Linked DNA regions of Zea mays: region 1 is linked to region 2. Evidence: chromatin contacts called from public Hi-C data. All regions are on one chromosome and are shown on one strand. Each heading gives the region's core, a stretch centred on a gene start, on an enhancer-like site or on the middle of the called end of the contact. The rest is flanking DNA. Distances are from core to core; before and after follow the strand shown. Region 1 holds the start of LOC100194362 (putative RING zinc finger domain superfamily protein). Region 2 holds the start of LOC100281705.

What was found. A called contact is a pair of places that touch in the nucleus more often than the background predicts.
Region 1: a Hi-C map of endosperm shows a contact between it and region 2, with 2.3 times the contacts expected there. The contact joins the promoter of LOC100194362 here to the promoter of LOC100281705 in region 2. A contact is called at or near these places in 3 of 25 Hi-C or Micro-C datasets (ear, endosperm and tassel).

The regions. Positions count from the first base shown.
Region 1 is chr1:200,521,354-200,526,889 of Zm-B73-REFERENCE-NAM-5.0, reverse strand. It overlaps LOC100194362 (putative RING zinc finger domain superfamily protein), which reads right to left and starts at 2,890. Exons shown (of 6, transcript NM_001139397.1): 1 at 2,616-2,890; 2 at 674-837; 3 at 21-79. The coding sequence starts at 2,757. LOC109943487 (a long non-coding RNA gene) reads right to left here and starts at 14. Exons shown (of 2, transcript XR_002266325.1): 1 at 1-14.
Region 2 is chr1:200,365,189-200,370,941 of Zm-B73-REFERENCE-NAM-5.0, reverse strand. It overlaps LOC100281705, which reads right to left and starts at 2,091. Exons shown (of 2, transcript NM_001154625.2): 1 at 774-2,091; 2 at 394-647. The coding sequence starts at 1,995. The coding sequence ends at 613.

The sequences.
Region 1 (5,536 bases), core at 1,641-4,140, 160 kb before region 2:
AGGTAAGGAGAAGTACTTACCCTAACATTGATGCTAGCTGGGTGAATCCACTAAAGGGACACCATTGAAATCCAAAAGGCTGTGAATAAAGACAACATGATAATGAGAAATAGAAAACATCAAATTATGACAGTTAATGATGGCGTACTAAGACAACAAAATGTGTCTTCTAAAAAACACTCGAACTACGGAGGTAAGACAACTCCCGGGCATTATATTAAGAAGACCTTCTCATGTAGGTCGAGAAAACCCCCAAATCGCTGCCCCACCCATACACAGTGGCACCGTAGCCCACGTGACAAACAACTGCGACCGGGACAGTATCCCCTTCTTTAATTTTTACATCGTGTAGTTTGACCATTCCAGTTCATGCTTTGACCAACAATTAGTCCAATAACATGAGTCATGTGCCACAAAGATAGTGTTAGGTTCGTAGGCAAAATCACTTGTTGATGATTATGAATTTATGATATTGTAACTAGTGTCAATGAAATAATTAGGGGAAATTTACGGTCAAAGATCGATTTGCCTAGCTAAACTACTCCTAGAAAAGAGGGAGAACAAGCTACCAAAACATTGTAAGCCAACAGCTGCTCATGAAGCAGAATCAACAGAAATGTAAGTTAATACTTGTATGACATAAATGTTTATTTACTCAAATATGTGCACTTACAAGCTCGGAGGTGATATCATAGTTGTCGCTAGTCACCCATCCACCCATATCAATATCAGCAGGGGGGTGACGTCCACTTGCATAAAGCCAGCGACCTTTCTCAATCTTCCGACAGTTAGGGCATTGCATCGCTCCTTTTGCATTGAATGCAGACCCAATACAATCTGGCAAGAAAATTTTGCTTAGTTCAGCAATCTGCTTAAGATATCATAATGTATTTTTCATGCAAACATTCACATAAACGCACATGGGTGAGGGGACAGAGTCATTCTTGGAGATAGGTGAGAAGCTTATGCGAAAACAAAATTGTGCTGATGGTGTTCACGTTGAACTAAAGTTTGGTGCTCACCGAAATTTCCGGATGTAACACAAGGTGTGACCTGAATTGGAAAAGCAAGCCTCAAAGGTTCGAACCCTTCATGTTATCACTAGGCAAAAAAAACCGCTATAGGCCTAACAATTAATCTAAATCGCCACAACCCTCAAGGCAACAGACCAGCCACTCCACCGCTAATGAACCAAACTAAATTACCGCTAAATTCAAGCTTATGGATTCGCCTGTCGGACCTGTGGCTCCAATTATTCGGGAACCACTCTACTCTTTTTTATAATGGAAAAAACATTTTCCAGCCTTTTGCATCAAGGATGCATATGGCTTCAATTTACGCTGCATCCCCTGTTACCATTAGCTTGGGATAATTCATGACTCTGCAGATTCCATAGACTTGTTAGGAACCTGAAGCTAGTGAAGTACATTGTGAATTTGTGATTGAAATTGCAATAATTCTGTAACCGTAATAAGGAAATATAAGTTACCCGTGGGCCGTGGCGACGAGTGCAAAAGAAGATATTGCAGCTAAACTAAGCTGTAAGCCGAGGCTTATAATAAGGAATTTTATAGTCTCTCTCAGTAATAACTGGGAACTAAGCTGCTGCGCTAAATTCTTATGCAAAGGTACCTTACGAGAGGACCAAATATAAAATGTTTGATGGAATGACACAACTGAAAGAGGAGATATGATACCCATAAGATGTCAAGAAAACCATATTACATGCTTGCAGCTAATAACAATTTGGCTCAATTGAAGACATCAAACAATTTCTTTCACCTAAAGAATGAGTCACGTAAGGGCAAGGCAGACCCAATAATAAAAAATCGGCCGGGGAGGGAAAGACCGCCCTCCCGGTATTATATTAAAAAGAGACTGAAACATGGTCCTGATCGAGAAAATTCATAACCCTAGCCCCCATCACTAGCGGGCCGTCACCGCCCACTCTGCAATGGGCCAGGCAGAGGGTGGCGTGCAGGACGTAACCCGGGAGCAGATGGGGCACAGCGAGGGGATTTTAAAACTTTGGGCTTCATAGTACAATCAACATACTCAACCCAACTAAAGTAAAAACATCATAACACAATTTCTCATGAACAAAAAGAAACTAAGAAGCCTCAATTTAGCATTGTGTCGTCAACCATATGTTGCGAAGATGTCCATTGCCACCACTTCCATTGCACGACAAACATTTTTGATATCTTGGTGTAACTCCTCCATTCGCAACAACCTCCAGAATCTAAGACACTTTGAAAAACACTTTTTTCCATGTTGTCTTTCGCGGCGATGAGTTGTGCCTTGTCAACGATAAACTCGTCTCCATCTGCTCGCCTACTTGAAAGCCTCTGATTATCAATAGAGGGAACCGCTCTACTTACTCTTACACGTGCAGTTCTCACCCCATCAGCATCATCCCAACATGTATGTGCCCAAACATCTCCGTTATTCAAGTCTGAACCACGTCGCTGACACTATGAAATCTAGAAAAGCTACCCCACCAGAATTCCTCAGTTACGGCAAATTGCGCCCGTGGCGCACGTTACCCGACCGACCAAAGCAACCATCACAAGCAGATCTGTATGACGAAAGCCCGTAGCCGCGAGGAATCTGACCTAGGTGGAACTCGTGTCCGCATTGCAGCTTGGCGACGGACCGGCCCGCGACGCAGGCGAGCACCGGATCCAGGCAGATGGAGCACGCCGCGGCCCCGGCCGCCTCCGCCGCCGACGCCGGCGGCGGCCTCTCCAGATCCATCGGCGCGCCCCCCGCTCCGCCTGCTGATTATCTCTTCCTCGCCGCGGAGGCGCTCGTGGGGGTGGGAGGACCGTGAGCTGAGCTCGCACAGGAGGGAAGACGGGCGAGGGGAGGAGAGAGAAACGAGACGGTGTATCCGAACGGAATGGAAGGAGGGTGGAAGACGGCAAATGATAGTAGTGATCGAGAGAGCGAGAAAAATGGACGATGATTATTGGACTTTGGTTTACCTCGCAAAATGTTTTTGTTTTGTGACGTGGCACGTCCGTAGGTAGTGGTGGTTATAAGTTTGTCATGGGTTGTTTGGTTCGTTTTTAGGTTACTGTTGAGAGGGTCATGGTTTTATCCATTTTCTTAATTTTTTCTTGAAAAAATGGAAATCTTTTGAAAAAATGTGGTTATCAAACTAATTTTAAATAGGCATATCTTAGTCTTAGAAAAAGTGTCCATCTCTTGCTTCGACAAGTCAAAAATAAGTTAACTAAGTTGTTGAAATTGGTATATTTTTAGTCAAATTTAAATGCATTTAATCCATTTAAGTATAAAACGTGTGTTTATTTTAAGATGATGAAATATATTATTATTTAGCAACATCTTTTACACTAATCGTGAACTTAATGAACTTATATTGTAAGGACGGTAAAATAGCCTCACTCGAGTCCATCGCACGTATTACCCATCCCATTGTTTTCTACTACTATAGCCGTTAAATTTATAATTCGTTTAACTTTTTAAATTTAAGTTTGATCAAATCGTCTTATTTAAAAATTTCCATAATAATAATTATTATATGTAGTATGCCATTGATTTTTTTCCAACATAATTTGACGAAAAAGGTTAAACGGATTATAAATTGTGACGGAGAGAATATCATTGTTTCTTGATAGCTAAAAGGCCTTATGTGATTTTTTTTATATGTTACATATAAGTGGGTTGGTAGAACTTTTTTTGCTATATACAATATACTTACTCTATTGTAATTTATAATTCGTTTGACTTTTTTATCATAAGTTTGATCGGGTTATATTATTCAAAAAACATAATTACTGTTAGTTTTGTTGTAATATTGTTTAGCATGTAATGTGCTTTAGATATGGCTTTGAATTTTTCATTTTTTTCAAAAAAAATAAAATTGAAATGGACAAACCGGTCAATCATGGCAAAAAAAAGTCAAACGAATTATAATTTGAGATAAAGAAAGTATATTTTTATCTGGTAAACCATAAACTTCTTAGGACCTAAGTTGTATTGCTTAAATTGAGCATGTTTGTATCTTCACATCCTCATTTTTGTTGGTAGGTGGGCTTGTAAAAGTATTTTGTCGTCACATCACTTTTCCATTTGCCAAGTATATATTACTCCTGCCTAGGAACACCTTTTTTTTGTCTCCGCCAACATCCTCTATATCTATCTTTTATACTCATACTTTACAATCTCCTCTAAAATATTTCATCCAGTATATCTTCTTTCTCTCAAACAACATTCTCTAAATCATGTTCTCTCTATACGCAAATATCTATATTAGAGATATTTTTAAATTTTTGTACATACGTATTTTTTATACTCTCAAATGTAATGTAAATATTTTAGTTTTGCTAAATCAGTTGTTTAAAATATTTGATAGATAGAGGACAGTTTATATAGAAAATCCGAAGAGTTCTTTAAATTTAGAGTACTATTTAAAGGACGTTGCTAGAGAGAGTAGATGACCGTATATTTAGGGTAGAGGAGCCTTTGCACGCTCTGTTGGAGAGAACCTAAGTGCATTGTATTTATCAAATTAGGATGAAACTGCGTTCCTTAAAATTTGATTACACGTGCCCATGCATGTGGTATCTTATTGGCCAAATAAGCTCATCACAACCAGCTCTTTGCCTCTTTCCTTGGGCGAGTTAAGAGGTCTTGCGCGCGTAACGTTGGACTCTGGTCTCTGGACTCTAGTGCATATAGAATGTCTTATTTTTTATTGGGTTTTATATATAGTGAACTTTGGCACACGATGAACATTGAAAACCAAGTGAATAAGAATAACGTACTGTTACATACTCTATATATAAAATAATTAACTGGGGTCCAAACTCCAGACAGGTCAGCCAAATTTTTGACAGCAGTGCAAAGGTCAACCAAACAAGAAAGAAAAAACACTGATGGGAGGCAGAGGCGCAGAGCCACGATTAGGCAATTAGGTCCTCCAGCTGCGCGCTCATCCGGCGTCGAACCCTGGCGATGTACATGTCGGCGGCCCGGTCGATCTCGTCCTCGATCCTGAACTCCTGCCCGTCGCCCTCTCGGCGCCTCCGGATGACGTCGATCACCGACGTCCCGTCCTGATCCTCCTCCTCGTCGAGCCCATCAGTCGCCGCGGCCGCCGCCGGCAGATAACCGTCGCCACCACCTTCGTCGTCGTCGAACAGCGAGCGCAGCGCGAGTGCCCAGTCGGCAGTGCACCCTACGCCGTCACTGCCGCCGCCGCCGCCCTCTTGGACTGCGAGCAGCAAGCTGGCGGCGGGGACGGGGAGACGATGGCGGGGGAGGCCGCCAGCGGCGCCTAGTCCCTCGACGTCGTCCGCCGGCGCGAGGGCCGCCCTGCTGCCGCCGTGGCAGTATTGCTGCGCCGCCGCCTTCGCCTTCGCCTTGTGCTGGCGCGGCGTCGTCAGCGCGCGGGTGTGGCGGGATATCCCGGCGAACACCGCGGCCCTCCGGCGCGGCGAGGCCAGGAAGAGGAGGCGGGCCCTGAGGACGGCGGCCTTCCCCCGCAGCGCGCCCACGGCCTTGCTCA
Region 2 (5,753 bases), core at 842-3,341:
TTTTATATGGCTGTAATATTAAATTTTATATACTGACACGACAAAAGCTTGACTTGTTCTAGGGTTAAATTAGCCCTTCTCAACCCCTATTTGGTCCGATGGATCCCAACCGGGTCGGCCAGGTCCAATTCTCTGCACTAACGGGGACAAAGATGTCAAAACCCAGACGCCGCTTTTACTACTAGTCTTGTCCGATGCGCGTTGGATTTACAGAGAAATCCACCGGATGTCATGTCAACATGGTAACGACGTCGATGCTGAGTTTGACCGACAGCGATTCAGAATGATAATTTAGTTTATATAATAATTGATCATTTAGAATAGTTTCAGAATAGTTCCGATGTAACCGAACATGTCCAGACTCCTGACTCCTGAGCAACAACGGCAGCACGTGGAGAAGTCAAACGGAGGGAGCGACGTGGTTATTGTATAATACAGCAACAGCAGAGTAGACTGACCGCTGCTTCTATATTTTTACATTACTACTACTGTATGAGTAACGCAAGGACCCACGCGGCCTTCCTTGCTTTGCCCTACCATCACCAGCCCCGAACCGAACCCTAACCAAGCAGCTAATTAGAACATAGCACCAGCTTTCAACACCAAAAGATCTCACAGGTTGCTCGACAGCCATGACGGTAGGCACCCTGCAACAAAATTTGATGGAAAAAAAAATCAAGAGAGAAGATGAGAACTACCGTCCGAAATCACATATTGTCGCATGCAAATGCAAATGCAAGAGTTCGTTTAATTTATTCAGTTAGTTCGCTCACATGGGACCGGGAAGCTGAAGCACAGGCCCTCCTGCGGCGGCAGCTGCCGGGCGTGGTCGGCCACGAGGATGTAGAAGAGGCCCATGACGCCCGTGTGGCGCCGGTCGCTGCTGTACCTGGACACGACGGTGAGCGGCTCGCCGTCGCGCACCGTGACGGCGCCCGGGCGCGGGTAGCACGTGGACATGCCGACGATGTAGCCCGCCTCGTCCCCGGCCTCCCGCCCGCCCCCGTACGTGGCCGCGGACTCGCACAGCAGGCGGCCGTCGGCGCCGTGCAGCGACGCGCCGGCGCCGCCCGCGTGCTGGTGCGCCACGCCGAACACCACGTCGCCGCCCCGCGGCAGCGCCTGCGTGGCCGTCTTCACGTGCACGCACTCCCCGCCCGCGCCGCCGCTGCACTGCTCCTCCACGTCGTACTCCACGCCGCAGCCGGCCACGTCGAAGATGTAGATCCGCACGGGCAGCACCGCCGCGGGGCTCCAGTCGCGCCACATCACCGTGTAGCGCAGGAACACAGTCCTGGCCTTCCCCTCAGCCCCCTCCGCCGCGGCGCCGCACCGCGTGCCGTCGTAGCAGCAGCGCAGGCCGCCGGCGTACCCGGGCTCGATGGCGTGCCCGCGCCAGTCCGCCGTCACGTTGTACACGTCGCAGCGGCACTCGGTGCACGCCATCGTCCGGTCGGCGGCGCCGCGCGTGTCGATGGCGTGCACGTTGAGCAGCCAGCGCTGCTCGTAGCCCTCGGCGGGCGCCGCGGCCGGGTCGCCGATCTCGATGCCGTACGGGTCGGGCACCCACGTGGCCGTGCGCCGGGTCTCGGACCCCAGCCCGTAGTACTGGCCCAGCGTGTGGCCGCTGCACACGCCGGCGTTGCGCGCCGGGATGGTCCGCGGCCGGCTGCTGCCGCCCTCCGCCGATACTACCAGGGCGTAGTAGGGCTGCACGACCCAGTGGTGGAGGTACGTCTCGTGGAGCGGCACGGGGGCGCCGCGCTCGTCCACCACCTCGCCGTTGAAGCTCTTGAGCGCCAGGTGGCCCCGGGGGAAGGGGATGTCGTAGTAGAACTTGTCGGCCACGTCGCCCGGGCGAAGCAGGATGGGCGGGGACAGGAAGGTCTTGGACCTGACGCCCTGCTTGGGCGTCAGCGCCTCGGATGGCGGGAGGTGAGGGCCGAGGAGGACCAGCGCGATGACGACGAGCAACGAGCGGGAGATCTTCGTCATGTCGTCGGCACCACTGTACTGTACTGACTACTGAGTACTAGCAGCCTGAAGATGGAGGAAGGCTTCCGCTCGTCGCCGGTCGCCGCTATGTGTTTGTTGTTCTCGTAGATATAAATAAAAGCGGGTGGGCGGATGGGGCTTGCTGACGACAGTGCTGGCGTCTACTGGGGAGGGGAGCATGGTGACTGATTGATGAGAGGGGCTGGTAGACAGCACAGCAGGCCTGGATCGTGGTCGTCTCGTGCGAATATAATTTGGAGAATATATATATTAAATAATCCCTCCGTTTATTTTTATTAGTCGCTGGATAGTGCAAATTGCACTATCTAGAGACTAATAAAAAGAAACGGAGGGAGTATAAATTGGGATGAGAATGACGAACGCGTGGAGAACACCGCAAGCAGGCATTTTTGTTTTAAAAAAAGAGAAAACTAGCGGCGCCGGAGTTATTGGGTTCACACGTACGGACGGACGGCCATGCTGCTGGCCTGCTGTTGAAGCTTCTTCTAGAAACGGCTGGCTCTCTCTCTCTCTGGGGATTACGTTACGCAACCTGCCTGTCTTCTCGTTGCCCGGCCAAGCGCGCGCGGCTGCCGGTCGGAGACGAGCGCAACGCGCGTACGTGGCTGAGTTGGGCGGCGCGGCGCGCGGCAGCCATGCGATTGCGACGGAGACGGAGGGGCGGGCGCTCCACTTCCAGACGACGTCGGCATCGCCCGAAGCAGCCAACTTCGCTCAAGACGCAGCCTGGCTCGCGCGGCGCGGTCTTATCCAAAGCGGGGAAAGGAATAGTGTGTAGCTGCAGCGAACACGTCCGTGCGACCGGAGAGGCCACATATCGGGGTCCGAATTTTTTTTTATCATCAATATCGTATTGTTTTGCTATACTTGGACAGAATCTACACATGTTATTAATGAAATATTGGCCCTCAGCTAAACAATGCTACTAGCAACCTTTCGCGTGCAAGCACCAACGCGCTTTCGATTTTTTTTTTTGTGCGCGCGTGTGTGTGATCTATTTTCCCTGTGTTACTAGTGCTAACATCATTCATTAAGTTTCCATACTTGAACGCGTTTTCGATTCTTTTTTTATGTCGACTGTCATCCTTGTGCTGCTAGTGCTAACGTCTTAGCTTCCACACTTGAACGCGGAGCCAGCGAAACATGATCCTATTTGACCTATACAGCTATACTATATTGTGCAAATGTGCATTGTAAGGCCCAAAATGTGTGTAAAAAAATTAATATAAATAATAAAATAAATATATGAAGAGATAGAATAGTAAATTCAGATATCTCAAATTATCTCTGAGTGTTGAAATTGAGGACTGAATTTTGAAAACCAAGAGAATGAAAATAGAAATAGAGGGAAGAAAGTAATCATACAATACAAATAAATTTATAGATGCTTCATATTTTGGCATGATCAAGTGGAAACATGTTTATGTTGGAAATTTGAAATTCAACACAAGTTGGAAATGGGAAATAAAAATAGGAAAAAATAAATAAAAATAAAACACCAATCGGAACCAAATCCTTGAAACCGGCCCATTTACCCTTCATCACCGAGCGGCCCATATTCCTTGGCGCACTTGCACTCCCTGACGTGTGGACCCACCGGTCTCAGCTCCTTCTCCCCGTAGTCATCCACCCGCAGCCGCAGTGCCCTGACCATTTTCCCCTTTGACATGTGAGCCCCGCGTTGTCGGATCCACCCTATTCCCTAACGGATCCGCACGTCCTTCGCTTCCCGGGTCTCCAGCTTGCTCCGTAGCCGTCATCCGCGAGAGAAGTGGAGTGCGTGGGCACGGCGTGAAGCCGAATTCAGCGCCGGTCTCCGCGTGTGTTGAGCGGACCTCTCAACCGAATTCCTGGGATCATTTACCTGGGCGCTGGGGACTCGGTTCCTCCCTTTCTCTCTCCCCAGTAACCCTATCATCCGCCGCGTGCAACACCAACTCGTCAGCATTATTCGCTTCACCAGAGCTGCGGTCGAAGCCTTCTCTCTCTACTCATTCCTGCTTCTCGCACTGCCACCATTGAACAACCTCGATGCTCGCCGGTGCGGTGGTTGCGTGCCGTGGGAGAACAACCACGCTGACACCTCGCCTCAACGAAACGCGGTCACGCGGTCGCCTCCAATCGCGGTAAGGGCATCTCTGCAATTTGCCATTGTTTGTGTTACACGTAGGAATATCCACGCTCCCAATCCGTAGCCTGGCACTTTTGGTCGCCTGCTGGCCGGGGAGGCGGATCCTTGACCGCCGTTGAGGGCGTCGCGGGCAGGGCTCACTGGGCGCGTTCTCAGCGGAGGGTAGATGGCGCGGCCTGGTGTCGTGAGATTGAAGATGAGCGGGGACCGTCCATTTTATGATGAGCGCTCTAGATTGAAAGGAAAAAGAAGTGAAGCCCTTGACCGTAGATCCGTTCAGCAACGGCCGTGATCCAGCCGGCATACTGACTCGTCTGTGGATGATCCTAGCCCTCGGTTGCCAGATCTGCGCTTAAGATTTGATTTCCGTTCATAAAATCTCGACCGTTCGATTGAAATCCGGTGGCCAGTGGTGGGTACCGTTTCGTTATAGCCTAGGTCTAATCTGGGCCCTTGGGTCGGGATCAGATGGCTCAGAATCCATCATACCTCTTTACCATGCCATTTCACTAAAAGAGACCCTATGCTTTTAGGTATTCAACCTGCCGTCCGCACCAGGGACGTTCTGAGTCTTAGAAAACTTGCGCTGAGACCCCTGCTGATTTTGGTAATTGTGCGCCCAGTCCAAAAGAAGAAAAATACATAGGAAATGGATTTTTAATATGAAGATATTTGCTAGAACTTGCAAAATTCCTAGAAAATTCATATGGAGTCCAAATTTATTCATTCCAATTTCTATAATTTTATAAAATTATTGTTTATCAATTAGTGCCACTTTTTTGACATAAATGTCACATTAAAATTTATATCCTATTTAATCTTGTACAAAACACATAAAATCATTAGAAATTTATAACTTCTTCGTTTGAATTCTGTTTTGACTCGTTCCAGTTGCGTTAGCTTCGTATAAATATCTACTACACAATAGAAACATTTATTATATGGTATTTCATACTTTTATAATTAGGTTAATCTATGTCTATTGGATTAACTTATTTAATATTAATATAGTATTCTAATTTTATGGTTATAATTTAACTAGATAATCTTTAATCAAATAATGACTTAGATTAAAGTTTAGATAATTATTTATAGAATAATTTCTCATATGACCTATACTAACTGAAAGTCACTTAGAGGGGGGGGGGGGTGAATAGGCAAATCTGAATTTTATAAACTTTAAGCACAACTACAAGCCAGAGTTAGCGTTAGAAATAAAAGCGAGTTCGAAAGAGAGGGCAAAAACAAATCACAAGCAAATGAAGAGTGTGACACGGTGATTTGTTTTATTGAGGTTCGGTTCTTGCAAATCTACTTCCCATTGAGGTGGTCACAAAGACCGGGTCTCTTTCAACCCTTTCCCTCTCTCAAACGGTCACCTAGACCGAGTGAGCTTTTCTCCTCAATCAATTGGGACACTTAGTCCCCACAAGTACCACCCCACAATTGGTGTCTCTTGCTTTGATTACAAATGTCTTGGAAACAAGAATGGGGAAGAAGAAAAGCGGTCCAAGCGACAAGAACTCAAATGAACACAAATGTCTCTCTCTCACAAGCCACTAAATCTTTGGAATGTGTTTGGGACTTGGAGAGGATTTGATCTTTG